Linked DNA regions of Rattus norvegicus: region 1 is linked to region 2. A link is a contact called in public Hi-C data. All regions are on one chromosome and are shown on one strand. Each heading gives the region's core, a stretch centred on a gene start, on an enhancer-like site or on the middle of the called end of the contact. The rest is flanking DNA. Distances are from core to core; before and after follow the strand shown.

Region 1 (4,492 bases), core at 712-3,211, 180 kb after region 2:
ACCAGACGGGCACAACTTTTCTTCTCCTGCCGCCCCTCCTCCCAGTTGTTTTGTTTTTGGTAACTAGCTTCTCCTGGCAGCAAAAAGGGGGGTGAGGGGGGAACGCTGCAGGAAGGGCCCGCTCCGCACGGGACATCCAGGAAAACAATGTGGTCGGCAGAAGCAGGAAACGGGCTAGAGGCGAGGGTCTAAACCGGGAAAACCCGGAGATGGGAGGCAGCAGGCAACAGTCGCCTCCCCCAAGCCAGGTATGAGGGTGACTCTAAATGATACCCCCAGTATTTTTTGTCCCCCAAGCCCAGGGATCACAAATACCGCACCCAATCCCAGTCGGGTGAGAGGCATCAGTGATAGTCGCTCCAGGAGGCGCGAGAGGCGACCGCAGGAAGGCTGAGGGAAGAGCTCCAGTGCTACCGCGGGCCCCTGCCTCCTAGGCCGCCCTGTCCCCGCCGGCGCACAGGCGGCTCCCGGCAGTGTCGCCTACTCCGGGCGGCTGGAGGAAGGGCCGCGCGCAGGAAGAGCGAGCAGAGGCCGCGCGGTGCGGGAGGACAGGAAGCGGGAGGCGGGCGTGAGGTGGGGTCCTGAGGCGGGAGAGAGCCCGGGCCAGCTCGAGCCGCCCAGGCTTGGACGACCAGAGAGGGCGCAGGGAGGACGGCTTTGGGGGCGAGGCAGTGAGAGAAACCGCGGTGGACTGCAACGTGAAGTGCAGGATGTTGGCAACTTTGGGGACCCGCATGAGGTTTGGATATCAGAGTGGGTGGAGAGCCCTGGGAGACAGACTGGAGAGCTGGACAGAGAAAGCGCCCTGCAAGCCGTGAGGAACACCCCATCTTTCCGGGTCCTCGGCTGGCAGCCAAGGCTAGGAGACCAGGGACGAGGCCAGCGGACCGTTACGGCGAGGCCCCTTAGGTGGACCCGACCAGCCGTGTGCAAAGGGGCTGCGGGAGGGCGGTGTCGCCGCGTGAGGACAGTCCTCGGCAGTGCAGGGATGGGCGGAGAGATGAGCAGTCCTGAGAAGTATTATGGGCTGCACTGGGGGATTTGGAGGGCCGAGGAGGGCGGTGTGAGGACCGCGGGCGGCGGCACCGCTAAGGCGGCGCCGAGGGCAGCAGCATCCGCAACGCGTCCACCCGCCCAGTCCCGGTTTGTTCAGTCAGAGCAGCAGCCGGGCATACGGGGGAAGAAGGAGAGAAGGAGCCTTTACCTGGCTCTGCCGCGACGGGTCCCAGGCCCAAGGTTCCGCTTCCCACTTAGCGCTCTCCTCCCCGCCACCCTCTTCTACGCAGTTCGGCCCCCCAGTTCCCTAAGGAGACTCCGCCAACTCCGCAAGACCCCGCCGGGAAGCAGAGCCCACCCCTTTGCCAATCACCGCCCGCCTTCTATCGACTGACGGGGCCTCCAGCCAATAATAATAACTGATCCATAGACGCCAGGAATAGAGGCGGGGCTGACGAAACTTAGAGGTGTGGCGAACACTAGCTGCCTAGGCTCAGTCCCAGAGTGAGCTACTCCCCGGCCTGTGAAAGCCTAAAGTAGAACTGATGGGCGGGATAAAATGGAAGCGACAACCAAACACAAACTCGCAAGAGAAGACAGGACCAATCGGGACGGTAAAGGGAGGAGAGAAGTTCAGCCAATAAGCAGTAGAGACTGGCCTGGACAGTAAGCACATCTACCAATAAGAAACTCGGGGTGTGTCTTCCAAGTTCACAGGGGGAAGAAGGGTTTAATCCAAGCAGATGCTGGCCAATAAGCTTAGAGGCCGAGCTAATCTTAACCAATCAGAGAGCCCATCTGACATCGGCACCGTTACTGGGGCGCGGCCTCTGAGCTCACGTCAGGAAAAGGCCCTTGGCCTTCCAATGTGGGACTTGGTCGAATTCTAGTCCTCCCAATCCCTGCTCGGCGCAGACAATTCAAACTGACAGCGGGTTAGAAAAGCAGAGAAAGCGGAAGAAAGAGCAAAACCCGGCGTGTTCCGTGACTGACTCCGGTGCTGACCGAGCCTATTCCAAGGCCTCTCCCCTCCACCTCGCAACACCGCTGCTCACTTTGGAGCCACCGCTGTGGGAGAGACCTTAAGGGTAACGGGCAGCGAGTGCGAGAGCTGGGTAGAGAGGACTCCGAGAGCCGTGGTGCGAGGGAGGGAGCCCGCGGCCGAGCTCGGAGAGGAGAGAGCGGGACAGGTCCAGAGCCGGCGCGGAAAGGACTGAGGGGCGTTGAATCCCACGAAGAAGCCGCGTGGAGCAGAGCAGGGAATTGGAGCGCTCTGCGGGCGGAGCTCGCGCTGGGAGTGGTCAGAGAGGCGAGGCTTTAAAGGGAAGAGCCCTCTGGGAATCGCCGAATTCCCGGGCTGGGGTCAGAGCTGAAGAGCAAAAGATTCTTGAAGACCAGAGAAAATAAAGCCTGTGGCGAAGTCTTCCTTCAACTCCACTTGTCTCTCCCTACCTCGAACTCCCATTTCCCTTCCCTCCCCAGGTCAAAAAGAAGTAACATTTGCTCCTCCTACTCAATAAATACTAATCTTACCTTTCCACCAGGAAAACAGGACTCTCTTCCTAGTTTTAGAGCTTAGAGAACTCAAGACCTTCCTTAAACTCGATTGTTAGCCTGAGGAAATCAAGGTTTCCCCTTTCAAAATTCTGCATCTCTTACCTGCGCGGGACGCTATGTCTACCAACAACTGTACTTTCAAGGACCGATGCGTGTCCATCCTGTGTTGCAAATTCTGTAAACAAGTTCTCAGCTCTAGGGGAATGAAGGCTGTTCTGTTGGCTGACACTGACATAGACCTTTACTCTACAGACATTCCTCCTACCAAGTAAGTCTTACGGGTTGGCCCTTTACTGGACAGTGGATGGCATGGGTCCCTGAGAGTCAAGGTTATCATTTGGTGTTCCAGCCACTGCCATCAGTCTGATGATTCCCTTGGAGTTTATCTAAGTGGGCAGACTGTCTGGACCAAGTCTGTGGTTTGCCCAACGTGGTCCGTACTGAGGTCATGCTTCCAGGCACTTAGAGTCGTGTGTTTGCGCATCCCTTATGTTGACTCTAAGGCTCCTTGCTTCCTTTCTGAAGCAAGTCTAACCGTCACTTGAAAAGTGTGTAATGATTCATTTAAAGTGAAATTCATGATTGAAAAGAGAGTAAATTTGAACATTTTAAAATCTAGGGAAGTAAAGCTATATATAACCTCTTCGTTTGCCCCCTTGAAATCTTCTGTGAATTGTCTAAGGGCAGTCATCATTTATTACAGAGATAAATGAGGTGCGATTTTATTTGTGTATGTGTACTTGTATGGTGAAAAAGAAAGCCCTAGATGATAAAATCGTAGAACCAAATGTCCCAAAGGTTCTATGATCCAGTGTATTGTTTTAGTTAGCTATGCTCACACAAAAATTTGAAATTCTCTATCTCTACAACAGCTGTGGTCATTAAAGGAAGTCTCAAGTTGGGTTATTATTATTGGTGCATAGCATAGAATCATAGCATAGAATTTTTCTCTGTTGGTGTTATAATCACAATGGATTCATGTGCTAAATGGGTGTGGATCAGTGAACGCATTGGTTTTTAAGATTTATTTTGTCACTATGTGTATGTGTGTGTTTGTTCGAGGAGGGGTAGATACACAGGTGCCTTGAGGCTAGAGGTGTCCTCTGGGTAGGCAGTTGTAGGTTTCATGATATGGGTGTTGGGAAGTGAACTGCTGTCCTCTGCAAGAGGAGTAAATCTGCCAAATGTTTATAGTCAGCACAAATATTACCCAACTCTTACAAAAATGAACTATGGTTATATTTTAGAGTCTAGTTCAGCTCTGAATTTATGAAATTTGTGCCAAATCACAACTAAAAGCGTCCTTGGGATACTATGGAAAAATCAGGGCCCTGGCATGCTGCAGGAACGTGAAATGGTAAAGCTGCTGTAGAAAAACAATGTGGTGGTTCTTTAACTATTAAATACAGAATTACCATATGATCCATATAATTCCACTTATAGGCATACATCCAAAAGAATTCAGATCAGCATCATTTATAGCAGCAGCATCCACAATCATGAGATAGAAATAATCTAATTTCCAATTGACTCATCTAGTAAGTGGGTACCCAGAAATTTGCCTTAAAGGAAAGAAATCTTTTCACTTGCTGTAAGGAGATAAACCTGGAGTACATTATGCTAAGTGGAACACCAGTAACTAAACAATAAATACTGTATGACTTTGCTTATATGAAGTATCTGAAGGACAATAGTGATAGCTAGGAAGTGGGGAAATTAGGGTTATATGAGTATAGAGTTTCAGATTTGCAATATGAAAATGGTCTGGATTGTCATCCCACAATAATGTGACCGTATTCAATGCTTTTAAACTGTACATATTTGGGGCTGGGGACTCGGCTCAGAGGTTAAGAGCACTGGCTGCTCTTCCAGAGGAACTGAGTTCAATTCCCAACAACCACATGGTGGCTCACAACCATCTGTAATGGGATCCAATGCC
Region 2 (4,164 bases), core at 106-2,605:
TAACCTACCAGAAAGTTAAATGGAAGATCCCATAAGGAGAAGAATGGATCAGGAAGCCTATGATAATTCCAGCCAGCTTGGAACCAGTGGCTGCTACCGTCTTAACCATGCGGTGACTAAAGGTACAGCCAAGCGTAAGCATGACGTCAGAGGCACATCATGAAATTCATCACAGCCGAGGGACATACTTGATCTTCATGAGCCAGGCTGGGCAGTCTGGCTCTGTTGGGCTCTTACCTGTTTCCTCACGGTTGAGCTTCGCCTGTGGTTGTCCCACCAAATCAGAAAGGACCAGTCCAGCAACAGGAAGGAAAAAGAGAAAAAGGGGACAGAATGAGATGACCACTCCTCAGTCCAGAACTAAAGCTTTAAACCATGTAAAACAATTGTAGCAGCAGGCAATGACCCATCGCGATCCTGAGATCAGTCCCAGAGGAAGCTAAGAGACTTGCCAAGTTAATTCCCAACAAAAGCCTAATAAACTTTAGTCTTTCATAGAAGCATAGAGGGTTAATGTCTATCACTGTTCTACAGGTAAATAGGCAGCAAGCAGTTTACTCTGTAGTAAAGCAGAGTCATGTTAGACAACTTAAAGGTCTTTCTGTATGAAAGGAAACAAAAACTAAACACCAAAGAGTGTATATCTTCTCTTGAGTCTGGGGGTGGGGAAAGGAGCACTTAAGTTTATTAATTAATTTTTGTTTTTTATCTAGAGGGTGGGACCTCAGGGCCCTGTCATTGTTTCAAGCTGTGCTTAGCTGTGGGGGCCTTTGTATCCAGGGTATCAGACACAGACCACACTACTCAATGAGGAGGCAGCACCGCCCTGCTCTGGGAAGGTGGGCTGGGCCTTGTTCTGACTGCTGCCAGCCTGCCCTTAAAGCACCTTGTTGAAACTGTACTGCTTTTCTGAGCTAACAAAATGCTCTTGTCTTCGAGAAGAGGGGACTGATATTCTGAGAGGAGAAATGAATAGTCCAAGGGCACACGTGGAGAAAGGGATAACCAGCGTGGGAAATCAGTGCAGCTCCTTTTAGTCTTTCCAGTGATGCGGTGCCTCTGACAGAGCTAACCCTACCCCGCCAGAGCAGTCCTCAGGAATGGCGTACTCACGGGACCTCAGCTCTACTCCACTATGACGAAATGATGGAAATCAGATAACTCGTCACTGGTGAGCCTTAACTGTAAGTGGCCTCACGACTATGAGTTGCCAGGTTGATATAAGGCCATGTGCTTCATTAAGGCGCGTTCTCCTTTTAAACCAGCATGTTTCGGGCATCTCAGGGTGCTAGCTGAATGAATGTCATGTTCTCTGCCAGTTCATAGCCCCATTATGACTGTGAGGGAAAATATTTGGCTGAGGTGGAGTGGGAGGGGGGTGGAGAAAGCCTGGGAGGACTGCATACTTGTACACCAGCGAGGACAGCCCTCAGTGCTATTTGGCAAGCCAGTGCAATGTCATGTTTCATTCTCCACACAGTCACTAATTAGTGCCTATCGTCTTTTGCATGCACTTAAAAACAACCACAGATCAAACGCTCAGATTACCTAGTCTTCCCTGTATCAGAGACTTCCCCAAGGTCACACACTGAAGTCTTCTAGCTAGGAGGTTATCAAGATCCAGAGTCTGGTGTTTATTTTCTTTGCAGTATTGTGGCTCTGGGGAGTTTCTTGAAGATTCTTAATCAAGTGACATCTCCCATGACATTATTTTGCTCAGACTACCCTAAACCGGAGCAACTCCACAGCCACTTGAAAGGGGATGGAGGTAGTGAGGCAAGGAGAAGGAAGCAGCTCCTGCCTTGGGCCACTCCTTTGCAAAGCCATCCATAACTTTTACAATGACATCACAGCTCTCTCCCACAGGCCTCTCCTTACCCTTCCCAGGGTCACTCACCTGGCAAGACTACAGTCTGTCCGCTGACCTGTGGAAAGAGAAGGGAAAAATGCATTTGTTGAAGTAGAGGTGGGGAGAGCTGCACGCTCTAGGAATTACCATGTCCTTCCTATCTCCCTAGGGAGCCAGAGGCAGAAAAGGATTGCCCTGAACCTCATTTTGGGGCAGCAACTTTACTGCTCTAGGTCCTCTGAACCTCGTCAGTTCTACTTCCTAAATGAGAAAACAGGCATTGATGTGTGGAAGAACAAGTTGAGTCACACTTTAGAGAACAAAATTTACAGTAAGCCTTCCCATACACACAGTTCAGCTTCTTACGTACGTGCTGAGCATGCTCGTATGGTGGTTAGAGGTAGGTTTTGGGACATAGGACATGGCTTGTGTGTCACTATATGAACGAACACACACACACACACACACACACACACACACACACACACACACACACCACACTTGACTTTGGAGAGGAGAAAAGGGACTGTGGAAGGAAGAAGGAGAAGACATGTAGGTTCTAGTTTTAGAAGCATACTAAATTCTCCTGTTAACTAGCATAGTAAGGCAGGGATAACAATACCCACATGGGTAGCAAATGAAGGCTTGCAATCTCATGACAGGTGGTAAGATTTTCATAGGCCATAGACAGTTTTGAAAAATAAAATGGAAAACCTTAAAGTTGGTAAGGAAAAATTTTTAATAAGAAATATGCACATATGCATGCATAAACCATGATGTAATATGGTGCCTTCTTTGGGCCAACAGTTGATGAAGCTTGACCTGTCTTAGCTAAATCAATTGCAAACTCTGGTGAGCACTGAGTCAGGAAAGACAAGATTGACTCCTATACTCCTTACTCAAGATCAGGAAAGGCAACTCTGAGGGTTGGGGAAGGCCAGGTTTTTCTTTCATTTTGTGTTGCTAATTGTTAAGACAGTCCAGCTCACTTTCAGCAGTACCATCCCCCAATCTTCAATAGCCCTGTTACCAAAGGCTCAGCTTTCATTTGCAAAAATATTATTCTGAGCCATTATTTTCAACATCTGTCCCATTTCCATTCTGGAATATTCATACACATCAATTATCCCTCTGTGGCAAGAACAAGAGGCTCTTGCATTACGGTGACAGATACTTACAGAAGGCAGGGACATGATGATTTGCACACAGGGTGATTTATAGCTATTGTTTTTCTCTATCTCTGGAACTTGTCATCTTTAAATTATGGCAATTTAGAGCCCCAGTGGTCAGCCTCCGTCCTTCTAGAGTAGCATTATTTGGTGCATACATGTGTACAAACACGCGCACACACGCACAGCTCCAAAGCCTTTTTGCCTGTCTTCCAGGCTGTATTCAAATTGTTTTGAGAAAAAGAAATCATAATAAGTTTCTTCCAATAATTTTTATGAGCTGTCTTTCCTTCAACTCACCGTACAGCAATCTGGTAGCTCGAGAGTACAGACTTTTTGTAAGCAAATCTGGCTCTCATGCCTAGACCTGAACTGTTTAGGTAGGAAAAGATCAGAAGTTACTAGAAGGCTTTTTTTCCCTCTCACATTAAAGCAAACATCTTTAAAAAAAAATCATAAAATCAAAGATGCTAGAGAGAAAGAAAAAGAAAATCATTTGGGGGAATTGGCCAGGGCAGGACAAAGGCAAGGCAAGAAGAATAGGTAGGTTAGTATGGTCTGAAAAATGGGATAGTCCAATTCTTGAGCTAAAAACCCAATGTGTCTTTGTAAATTCTGCTTTACTTCCCAGTTTTCTGAGTGCTCGAGAATTGACTTTAAGGTGTTGAGTTCTGTATGAGTTAACGTACATTGTCAGTGAGGAGACCGCAGTGCTTCCCGGTGGAGAACAGGCTAGTAGGAGCGGAGGAGGGCAGAGCATTCAGGGGCATCCCTAACCTGGAAATCCCATTAATCATAAGATGCTGAGAACGAGGCAGGAGACCCTGGCAGGGTGCCAAACAACCTCAGGGAAGCTTCTTTTCAACCTTTGCTTTGCCTTCTGTTTGACAGCTGACTGGGGAGAGAAAGTCCAGAATGTCTGTCCAGTTCTCTGCCTCAGGACTTTCCAGTGTCTGGGTAAGATCATTGCCAGAGATGAGACAATACACTTAGCACTTGGGTTTTAGTACAGCCACAGTAGAGAGATGGCTGCCGATGAAGTAAAAGGACATGAATGTTCACCCCGATAGCTAAAGAAGCAACAAGTCTGTCTATCCCCCTCCTTTTGAGGTCCTTCTCTCTCCCCAGGACTGGGAGTCTTAAGAA

What was found. Hi-C and Micro-C count contacts between places; a contact is called where the count stands out from the background.
Region 1: a Hi-C map of Schwann cells shows a contact between it and region 2, with 4 times the contacts expected there. The contact joins the promoter of Fam72a here to the enhancer-like site in region 2. A contact is called at or near these places in 2 of 12 Hi-C or Micro-C datasets (the Rat2 cell line and Schwann cells) and 1 of 1 datasets of contacts at active chromatin or transcription factors (oligodendrocytes).

The regions. Positions count from the first base shown.
Region 1 is chr13:45,517,979-45,522,470 of GRCr8, forward strand. Fam72a (family with sequence similarity 72, member A) reads left to right here and starts at 1,962. Exons shown (of 4, transcript NM_001081451.2): 1 at 1,962-2,821. The coding sequence starts at 2,670. Srgap2 (SLIT-ROBO Rho GTPase activating protein 2) reads right to left here and starts at 1,352. Exons shown (of 23, transcript NM_001401376.1): 1 at 1,205-1,352.
Region 2 is chr13:45,335,421-45,339,584 of GRCr8, forward strand. Srgap2 (SLIT-ROBO Rho GTPase activating protein 2) reads right to left here. Exons shown (of 23, transcript NM_001401376.1): 12 at 1,898-1,925; 13 at 238-262. Among named protein-coding and RNA genes, the nearest start is that of Ikbke, 48 kb to the left of the region's middle. Within about 2 kb of position 1,356, at least 16 of the 93 cell types and tissues checked have an H3K27ac peak or open chromatin away from gene starts, as enhancers often do. A contact at or near this core is called in Schwann cells, where this site is marked.